Regions from separate parts of the Macaca mulatta genome. Here region 2 is linked to region 1. Evidence: chromatin contacts called from public Hi-C data. All regions are on one chromosome and are shown on one strand. Each heading gives the region's core, a stretch centred on a gene start, on an enhancer-like site or on the middle of the called end of the contact. The rest is flanking DNA. Distances are from core to core; before and after follow the strand shown.

Evidence for each region. Hi-C and Micro-C count contacts between places; a contact is called where the count stands out from the background.
Region 2: a contact with region 1 is called in a Hi-C map of fetal cortex germinal zone, with 2.7 times the contacts expected there. The contact joins the promoter of DDX28 here to the promoter of NRN1L in region 1. A contact is called at or near these places in 2 of 14 Hi-C or Micro-C datasets (fetal cortex germinal zone and liver).

The regions. Positions count from the first base shown.
Region 1 is chr20:63,459,533-63,464,521 of T2T-MMU8v2.0, reverse strand. NRN1L (neuritin 1 like) reads right to left here and starts at 3,369. Exons shown (of 3, transcript XM_028841533.2): 1 at 3,157-3,369; 2 at 2,293-2,425. The coding sequence starts at 3,235. It overlaps EDC4 (enhancer of mRNA decapping 4), which reads right to left. Exons shown (of 29, transcript XR_013411015.1): 27 at 4,928-4,989; 28 at 4,412-4,634; 29 at 3,645-4,189.
Region 2 is chr20:63,592,799-63,597,904 of T2T-MMU8v2.0, reverse strand. It overlaps DDX28 (DEAD-box helicase 28), which reads left to right and starts at 3,040. Exons shown (of 1, transcript XM_001097528.5): 1 at 3,040-4,978. The coding sequence starts at 3,073. The coding sequence ends at 4,713. It overlaps DUS2 (dihydrouridine synthase 2), which reads right to left and starts at 2,991. Exons shown (of 18, transcript XR_013411056.1): 1 at 2,924-2,991; 2 at 2,272-2,427.

The sequences.
Region 1 (4,989 bases), core at 2,120-4,619:
AAGTAGGTCACAGCAGGAGGATAGTAATCTCCCTGATGGCTGGCCAGAACAGCCAGGCCCCTGCTCCTGGTCATCCAAGCCCAGCTCTGGAAGACTTCTGGGATATACAGCCCCAGCACCATCCTTCCTAGCAGTATGCCCAGGGTAAAGGTGCCACCCTAAAATGACACACCTCCACAGTGGGGTCATTCTCAGTCCAAGCTCTTGCTGACTGTAGCACTACCCATGCTGGACTTAAAGAGCTCTATCTTTCATTCCACACCCTCCCACAAGTGCACCCTTTATATCCAGCCCTAGGATGGATGCTAGAGACACAACGAGGATTCTGACAAAAAGGACTTCCTGCCCTTGGGGAATCCACAGTGGGGAATTCTGACCTGTATCTAGACAATAACAAGCTAGTGCTATCAGTACTGAGGCAGAAGGGAATCCAGGAGCCGTGTGGACCTAGAGGAGCCTTCTGATTCAGCTTGTAGTCAGGGTTAGGGAATAGTTCCTAGAGGAGGTGATACTACAAGAGTGAGCCACTGCACCCGGCTGAGTTTTTCAATTTAGAAAGTAAAGAATAAGGCGGAACGTGGTGGCTCATGCCTGCAATCCCAGCACTTTGGGAGGCCAAGGGGGTCAGATCACCTGAGGTCAGGAGTTCGAGACCAGCCTGGCCAACATGGTGAAACCCATCTCTACTAAAAATACAAAATTAGTTGGGCATGGTGGCGGGCACCTGTAATCCCAGCTACTAGGGAGGCTGAGGCAGGAGAACTACTTGAACCCAGGAGGTGGAGGTTGCAGTGAGCCAAGATTGTGCCACTGCATTCCAGCCTGGGTGACAAGAGCAAGACTCCATCTCAAAAAAAATAAATAAATAAAAATAAAGTGGAGGGAACGATAATTTAAGTCAATGAGGAGACTATGGCAGTTCCTCTATAAACCGTGGGGTGATGGCTTGGAATAGGATCCTGACAGTGGTGGGAGAAGGCTGATCAGAAGAAGGTCCCACCCCCAGAAGGCTTCCTCCTTCCTCAGATTCTGCCTAGCTGATTTTGCTCTTCCACCGGTATGAAGAGGGGCTCCTCGCACACCACATGCTGTCATTCCACGGCTTCCAGAAAGCCTTCTGCAGTTGTTTTGACAACACACCGCCTACCTCTTCTCAAAGAACAAGGTTGTGGAGAGCAGAGGCCAGAGGAACCCTTACAGTAACCCCAGTTTTTGCCACTTCAGGTCATATCAGGGGCTTGAATGTGGACTTCAACAGAGGCTCCCCACCTTCTAGAACAGGCCTCCTTCAGACAGACCAGAAAGCCAGAGGAAGGGACTGAGCACACAGTCTGTGCTGTGCCTTGAAGGCTGAGGTGACAGGCAGAGAGAGGAGGAGGTGAAATGGTCAGGAGCCCAGAGGCTGGGGAGGGGGTGGAGCTGAGATCAAGGGCACTTCACCAGCTCACCTGGCCCCCAGGGGCCAGGATAGAAGGGGTAGGCAGTGCTAGGAGTGCAGGGCTGAGACCCCGCCCTCCCGACCCCAAGCCAGCATAGGAAAGTAGAGGAAGACTGTGCATTCCGGCAGATCTCTGGTCTCCACTGGAGGAGCTCTTGGGACCTGCACGAAATGGAAAGCTTTGCGCTGCCACTGGGAAACCAGTGTTCGTAAGGAGGAAGATTGAGTCCCCTGTGGTGGCCCTCAGCCCCGCCCATTCCATCCAAGCAAAGGATCAGTTTCTGGGAGTCCCTGGCCCCAGCCAAGCAAGGCCGCAGCCAGGAGAAAGGAAGGAGCTTAGTACAAATATAAATACCTTTAATGAAAAGCCCTGCTGCGCTCTGCAGGGCCTGGACAACCACCGCCAGGGCAGGGCTGGAGGCACAGGCACTGCCACCTGACCTGATAGGCTAGGCCAGAGGCCCCAGGAGGTAGGTCAGAGCCAGAGCAGCCGCCAGCAGTGGGGGCGCAGGGGCCATGGGGAGTGCAGGTGCTGCAGCTGGCAGTGTCTCCTGGTTGGTTTCGGAGCCTGTACCGCGCTCCCGAACATGCACCGGGGCGCTGCACAGAGTGTGCAAGTTATTCGGATGGGGGGCCCGGCGAGCTTCTTGCTGTAGTGATTCCCACACTGCAGCTGCCTCCTCCGGACAGCCCAACAGGACCCGAGAGGCACAGGCATGGAAGTCATTCCAAGATCTGTTAAGGGAGTGGGATTAGGGGGATTAGGTGAGGCAAGGAGATTTTGGTTTGGGAAATAAAAGGTTCAGTCCCCAATGGTGGCACAGGTTGGGCCACTGCCTCGCACCCGCTGGTACCTGCAGATGGTCTCCAGCTCGCCTCCGCGGCCCATGCCGTCCCCCAAGCGGATGAGACACTCGGCGAAGCCCTGGTATATGGTGTCACAGCGGTTTGGGCCCACTGCAGCTGCTGCCAGGGGAGGTACAAGGACTAGAAGTGGGGTGGGGGTGGGGGAATGGTAGATAGGATGAGCCAGGCCCGTCCCCCAGCCCCCAGGGGCTTGTTTACCTGGGAGCACTCTGGGGATGTGACTCAGCGGAAAAAGGGTGCCCTAAGGAACTAAAGGGCAAATCTGGGGATTACCTACCCAGGCCCCCTTCAAGGTAAGACCCAGACTGGGATTTGCACAGGGGGAGGGGATGTTGTGTCCCCCAAATCAGCTCTTCCTCTGAGCTTCTGGGGCCCCAGGTGGGATGAGGAGGGTTCACGTGAAGGAATCAGGATAGGGTGGAGGGGAGGGTGGTCCAGAGGCCCGGGACTAGAAACAAGTGCATCTCTCTGCGGTTTAGACAAGCTTTGCTTGGCCCTCCAAACTCTCTCTAAAGATAGGTATTTTTGGAGAGACAGGGCAGGATGCAGAGGTATTGGGATCCAGGCCAGACCCTCAGAGAGGACTTAGGGATCCTATGACCGATCTATAAGTCCTGCCATTGGCATGTCTCCCTTTATCATAAGAGGGGATGCAAATTTTGGAGTCCTTCCCCCATAACTAGGGCTGTTTGTGCCTCTCACCTTCTGTCCTGAAGTCACCAGCACACCTTCCTGGAGCCCTTGCAACTCTTCTCCACCCTGGTGCCCAGTGTTCCCACACACCCTATGCCCAGTCTGGCCTGGCTGGGCAAGGAGGGGGTGTGGCCCGGGCCCCGGACGCCCGCACTCACCGAGGGGCAGCAACAGCAACGGCCTCAGGGCACGGGGTGGTTGCCAGCAGCAGCGGCAGCGGCAGTGGCAGCGGCGCATCGTCCCTGGCTGAGAGCCTAGTGCCAGAGCTAGCAGCTTGGAGCGCAGCCCGTCCGCCCAGCCCCCGGAGGGAGGGACGGTGATTGGATGGAAGCCGGGGGTGGGGCTCCGAACCCAGCCGGCGGCTCCACCTCCAACACCCAAATGGGAAAAGGAGCGAGAAGGGACCTCAGAGAGCAGAAATTCCCAGGAGCACAGGCTGGTGCTGAGCAGGCCCCTGGACCCTCACCCCATAAAAGGAGGGAGAAGGGAGATCTGGGAAGGCAGTTGGAGCAGATGAGTGGGTAACCCCGCCCCTTGGCTGGGTTGGCCTAGACAGAGCTCCACAGGGAAGAGAGGGGCAGGGAAGGAACAGAGGGCAGTTATGAGAGTCACACCAAAGACAAGCCAAAAGCACACACATACTCCATTTTATTCCAAAAGCATTTAATTGAATTTCTCAACATTTTTCAAAAACAAAAAGATCCAAATTAGAGGTAAAAAGGAACATGGAAAATTCCACTCAAGTGGTGTCACGATCTCAGGGTCATGCTCCAGGCATGGCAGAACCCAAGCAGGCACAATACCTGCCCTGGGCCCAGCCTAAACCTTCTGACTACCACACCCTGTAGACCACGGCCAGTGCTCCCTGCTCCCTGACCCCCAAACACCCCAGAGATGGGGGCCTGAGCAGGTAAAGGCCAGCCGTGACCCTGCCTCGGCCTAGGCCTGTCTGATGGCCTTCAGTGCCATCCCACCCCTGGGCAAGGCAGGCTTAGCAGCTAAGGGAGGCTGGGGGTCACAAGACCATGCAGCATGAGGCTGAGACGCCGGGCTGCTTTGCCAAGTGAGTTGTGTGGCTCAGCCTGCAGGAACTGAAAAAGCTTTTGGCGCACCTGGGCCATAACGGAGCCCATGTGGTCCCGAGTGATAGGGTCACTGTGGTCCAGATGCATCACGGCCTCTTCCAGGTAGCTGGGGATGGGGGAAAGGACAGGCTACAGGTGGGCACCAGCAGATGGGAGCGCCCCCTGGTGGCACTGAAGCCCAGAGGAAACCCTCTGGGTGAGGGCAGAGAGGATTGGTGGAGAAAATTAGGGAGAGGATTCAGGCAGAAGTGGGTGTCAGATTCAAACTGCTCGCTCCTACTCCCCCACTCCCCAGTTCATCTCCCCATTCCTGGCTGCCCCCACTTACCTGAGCTTGAGGTCAGTTCGAGTGCCAAGGTCAGATGCCAGCTGCTGGATGAGGGAAAGGAGCACAGGCTGAGAGAGTGGGCAGGGTGGCTGCCCAAAAACCTGGGCTGGGTCTACAGTTTCACACACATACAGCACCAGGTTCAGGTCAGCAGCTGTCAGTGCCTGGAGGAGAAAAAAAGAGCAGTGTTTATAGCAAATATCAGGATGGAATGTCTGTTTATCTGAACTGTGTGGCCTGAGGGAGGAAGACAACGGGGTGCGCTAGTGAGGGCTCCAGAGGGACTCAGAGAGAGCCCCGCAGAGTTGTATAGTTACCCTAGGGGATTGGGAAATGGTTCCTGAGAAGGGTAGTTGTAAAGCAAGGTGGGCTAGGTGGGAAGAAGGGGGTCCAGGAAGAGGAAGCAGCAGGGACAATGGCCTCGAGGCCAAAGGGAACCAAGAACAGTCTGCTGGGACCAGAAGGTGCAAAGCTGGTGGGTGGAATGTATGGTGTGTGGGCCTTGTCAAGAGACACGTGACCCTTACCAGGGCCTAACACCTATCATACCTGCTGGAAGGCCTGATTGAGGTGGCCCT
Region 2 (5,106 bases), core at 1,791-4,290, 130 kb before region 1:
AGCACTTTGGGAGGCCGAGGCGGGCGGATCACGAGGTCAGAAGATCGAGACCATTCTGGCTAACACAGTGAAACCCCGTCACTACTAAAAATACAAAAAATTAGCCGGGCGTGGTGGCGGGCGCCTGTAGTCCCAGCTACTCGGGAGGCTGAGGCAGGAGAATGGTGTGAACTGGGGAGGTGGAGCTTGCAGTGAGCCGAGATGGTGCCACTGCACTACAGCCTGGGTGATAGAGCGTGACTCTGTCTCAAAAAAAAAAAAAGGCAGGCAGTGTCTAGTGATGTGACAAGAAGAAATTAGTGGCCATGGGCACAGACAGGCTTAGGCAAGCTCTAACTCCTGTGAAATTTTGAGGTAATCATATTGTAAGGACTCAAGCATAATGAGAAAACAACTATATATTAACCAGCTACCCTACCCTGGATGTTTGAACAAAACCCAAAAACCCAAATGCACATACATACGTATTATTTTGTTCTGATACTTCGGAATTACTTTGATATATTTGTTCTAGCTTTGTACAGAGTAATTCTTTGTTTGATATCTGAAAAACAGTGGCACATGGAAATGGATGAAACCTGTTGGGACAAACATCCAAAGGACTTTTTTTTTTTTTTTTTTTTTTTAGACAGAGCGTCGCCCTGTCGCCCAGGCTGGAGTGCAGTGCTGTGATCTCGGCTCACCGCAACAACCTCCACCTCCTGGGTTCAAATGATTGTCCTGCCTCAGCCTCCGGAGTAGCTGGGATTACAGGCGTGAGCCTGGCCCCAAGGAACTATTTGGATAAGGAGGAGCCCTGAGTTTGTAGAATCATAAAAGTAGCATAGAATCCGGCCGGGCTGGCCGGGCGCGGTGGCTCAAGCCTGTAATCCCAGCACTTTGGCAGGCCGAGACGGGCGGATCACGAGGTCAGGAGATCGAGACCATCCTGGCTAACAGAGTGAAACCCCGTCTCTACTAAAAAATACAAAAAACTAGCCGGGCGAGGTGGCAGGCGCCTGTAGTCCCAGCTACTTGGGAGGCTGAGGCAGGAGAATGGCGTAAACCCGGGAGGCGGAGCTTGCAGTGAGCTGAGATCCGGCCACTGCACTCCAGCCCGGGCGACAGAGCGAGACTCCGTCTCAAAAAAAAAAAAAAAAAAAAAAAAAGAATCCGGCCGGGCACAGCAGCTCACACCTGTAATCTCAGCAAAGACGGGCAAATCACCAGGTCAGGAGTTTGAGATCAGCCTGCCCATCATAGTGAAACTCTGTCTCTATTAAAAACACAAAAGTTACCTGGGCGTGGTAGCGCATGCCTGTAATTCCAGCTACTCAGATGGCTGAGGCAGGAGAATCCCTTGAACCCAGAAGGCAGAGGCTGCAGTGAGCCAAGACTGCAACACTGCACTTCAGCCTGGGCAACACAGTGAGACTGTCTCAAAAAAAAAAAAAAAAAAAAAGTCTCCAGCCATTGTCAAATATGGTGGGAGGGAAAGGGGGGAAAGGGCAAAATCACCCTTGTTTTAGAACCACTACCTTATCCAATGACTGTTCATTCACCCATCACTACTCAAAACTTTCTCTTCGTACTTCCAGATGTTTTCTTGTGGAGAAAAAAAGCCTCTACTCCTCTGGTTTATCTGGCAACTCTCCAGAAAGTCTAATTGTGTAGCACAAGGGTAGAGTGTACTTAAAATTGTAAAAGTTTTTCCTCATACTATTCCAAAAAAAAGCAGTTTTTATCTTTTCAGTGGTATTTGATGAAACTAAAACGCTTTCTCCAGATGTTACGAACCTCCCAGAGTTAACCCATAAACATTTACCTTATCTCCCACCCCAGGCACTGCGGATTACAGAAAATATCTGACACCTATTTTCCAGATCTGTTCAAGAAGTGTCTGTTGGGCATGGTGGCTCACGCTTGTAATCCCATCACTTTGGGAGGTCGAGGTGGGAAGATCACTTGAGGCCAGGAGTTCCAGACCAGCGAGGCCAACATGGTGAAACCCTGCCTCTACTAAAAATAGAAAAAATTAGCCGGGAGTGGGTGGTGCATGCCTGTAGTCTCTGCTACTCGGGAGGCAGAGGCAGGAGAATCGCTTGAACCCCGGAGGCGGAGGTTGCAGTGAGCCGAGATCGCGCCACTGCACTCCAGCCTGGGTGACAGAACGAGACTGTGTCTCAGGACAAAAAAAAAAGGTGACTCATATAGTTCTTGTTTTTACAACCCGAATATCTGAATTCAGGTAAAATATTCTGCCTGACCAGGGCTACATGATAAGCTACGTACCTGCTCATTTCGCAGGGTCGCAGCACCCTTCTTACTACTATTTAGGCAATATAGGTTTCTGACCGGGAAACCAGCGGAGCTGAGCGGGCTGCAAGAGGGGTGGGTTCAGGATGAGAAGTTGGGATGGGTGACGAAGGAGTAGAGAGTGAATCTTGGCTGAAAAGTAAGGAAAATAACTGTGAAGAAGAGATGACCCAGCTTGAAATAAAGCCTGAAGACCTCACCTCCCACTTGAGAGAGAGAAGCAGCTGAAAGCCATCAGCTTGCACTCTGGGCTTTCAGACAGGGAGCGTGAGGGGTTGAGACCAGATCTACGATTTCACACCCCTGTCTCGGCCCCTAGGCCTGACCATTCATTCAAATTCTCAATAAAAAAGGATTACCAGACCCTGCGCAGGGAACACATCTGGGAAAACAGCTGCAACCTCGGAGACCAGCACGGGACAAGCTATCTCTGGGCAATAAGGAACAACTAAAGAGAATCCCAGGAACCAGGTAACCAATCGCCAGAAGCCCTCCGCCCTCATGATCCATTGGGTCAAGGCCCCACTGCCGCCTCGTATCGCCAGCCTCCAGTCCTGCCACCACGACGCACCCTTCCCCAAGGCTGGCCGGGTCTGGATGTCGCCATCCCCTATTCCGAGCTACAGACCTCGCAGCTGAACTCTTAAGGAGAACTTCCCTTCTTCCTCACGGTGCTGCAGCTCCGTACAATGTACTGAGCCTCGCCAGCCACCGTACGCGAGGTCGCGGCGCGTCCGTGACGTCACTTGTGTGCGCTTCTGCCGCACTAAGGGAAACATGGCTCTATCGCGGCCAGTGAGGCTCTTTTCCCTCGTGGCTCGGTTGATCCTGGCGCCCCGACGAGGTCTCACGGTCCGCAGTCCCGACGAACCCCTGCCGGTGGTGCGTATTCCAGTGGCTCTACAGCGGCAGTTGGAACAACGGCAGAGCAGGCAGCGGAACCTCCCGAGGCCGGTGCTGGTTCGACCTGGACGGCTGCTGGTCTCGGCGCGGCGGCCGGAGTTCAACCAGCCGGCGCGCCTCACACTGGGTCGTTGGGAGAGCGCGCCGCTAGCCTCTCAAGGCTGGAAGAGTCGACGCGCGCGTCGGGACCACTTCTCCATCGAGCGAGCGCAACAGGAGGCGCCAGCTGTGCAAAAGCTCTCGTCTGAGGGCAACTTTGCTGACCTGGGCCTGGAGCCCCGTGTGCTGCACGCACTACAGGAGGTTGCGCCTGAAGTCGTTCAGCCCACAACCGTGCAGTCTAACACCATCCCCCAACTACTTCGCGGCCGCCACGTCCTTTGCGCCGCAGAAACCGGCAGTGGCAAGACTCTCAGCTACCTCCTGCCGCTGTTTCAACGGCTCATGGTCCAGCCAAGCCTGGACTCCCTTCGTATCCCCGCTCCCCGAGGCCTAGTCCTTGTTCCTTCCCGAGAACTGGCCCAACAGGTGCAGGCTGTGGCCCAACCCTTGGGCCGCTCCTTGGGCCTGCTGGTGCGGGACCTGGAGGGAGGCCACGGCATGTGTAGGATCAGGATGCAATTGGCCAGACAACCTTCAGCAGATGTGCTAGTGGCCACTCCAGGGGCTCTGTGGAAGGCCCTGAAAAGTCGACTGATTAGTCTGGAGCAACTCTCGTTCTTGGTGTTGGATGAGGCAGACACACTGCTGGATGAAAGCTTCCTGGAACTGGTGGACTGCATCTTAGAGAAGAGCCACATAGCAGACGGCCCAGCTGACTTGGAAGACCGCTTCAATCCCAAAGCTCAGTTAGTGCTGGTAGGAGCCACATTTCCCGAAGGTGTAGGCCAGTTGCTGGATAAAGTCGCCAGCCCAGATGCTGTCACCACCATCACCAGCTCCAATCTCCACTGTATCATGCCTCATGTGAAACAGACATTTCTGAGACTGAAGGGAGCAGATAAGGTAGCCGAGCTGGTGCACATTCTCAAGCATCATAACAGAGCAGAAAGGACTGGCCCCTCAGGAACTGTTCTGGTGTTCTGTAATAGCTCCAGCACTGTGAACTGGCTGGGATATATTCTGGATGATCACAAAATCCAACACCTAAGGTTGCAGGGGCAAATGCCGGCCTTAATGAGGGCAGGAATCTTCCAGTCCTTCCAGAAGAGCTCCCGAGACATACTTCTCTGCACAGACATAGCCTCTCGGGGCCTGGACAGCACCGGTGTGGAGCTGGTTGTCAATTATGATTTCCCCCCAACGCTGCAAGATTACATCCACAGAGCAGGGAGAGTGGGCCGTGTGGGGAGCGAGGTTCCAGGCACCGTCATCAGTTTTGTGACCCATCCCTGGGATGTGAGCCTGGTTCAGAAGATTGAGCTGGCGGCTCGCCGAAGGAGAAGTCTTCCAGGACTAGTATCCTCGGTGAAAGAGCCTTTGCCGCAGCAACCTGATTTTGACAAATCTGATTAAAATGTGATGCTAGAACAGGGATATTTCCCAGTATCTTGAGTGGGTGATCACACTTGTAAGTGGGAGGCTGTGGGCTGCCGTCAGCTCCTTGAGGGTAGGATGAACTGCCATGTGACTTGGAAAGGTAAGATGCTAGCCAGCATTGGAGAAGAAGCTGCTGAGCATGGCTTTCTGTAGTCTTTCACAAGACACAAGTGGATTTTGACTTTGTATCATGTCATGATTTCTAATAATAAATGATGTTTTTATGTGCCTCCCCTAAGAATATTTAGCACTGGAGTGGAATTCAGTAGTTTCTGAGGATTCATACCCCAGACTGCCACATCTAGGACAAAGGCTCTTTCAGTTGATGTTTTAATTTATAAACATTGAGTTTTTATTTCCTGCCCCCAA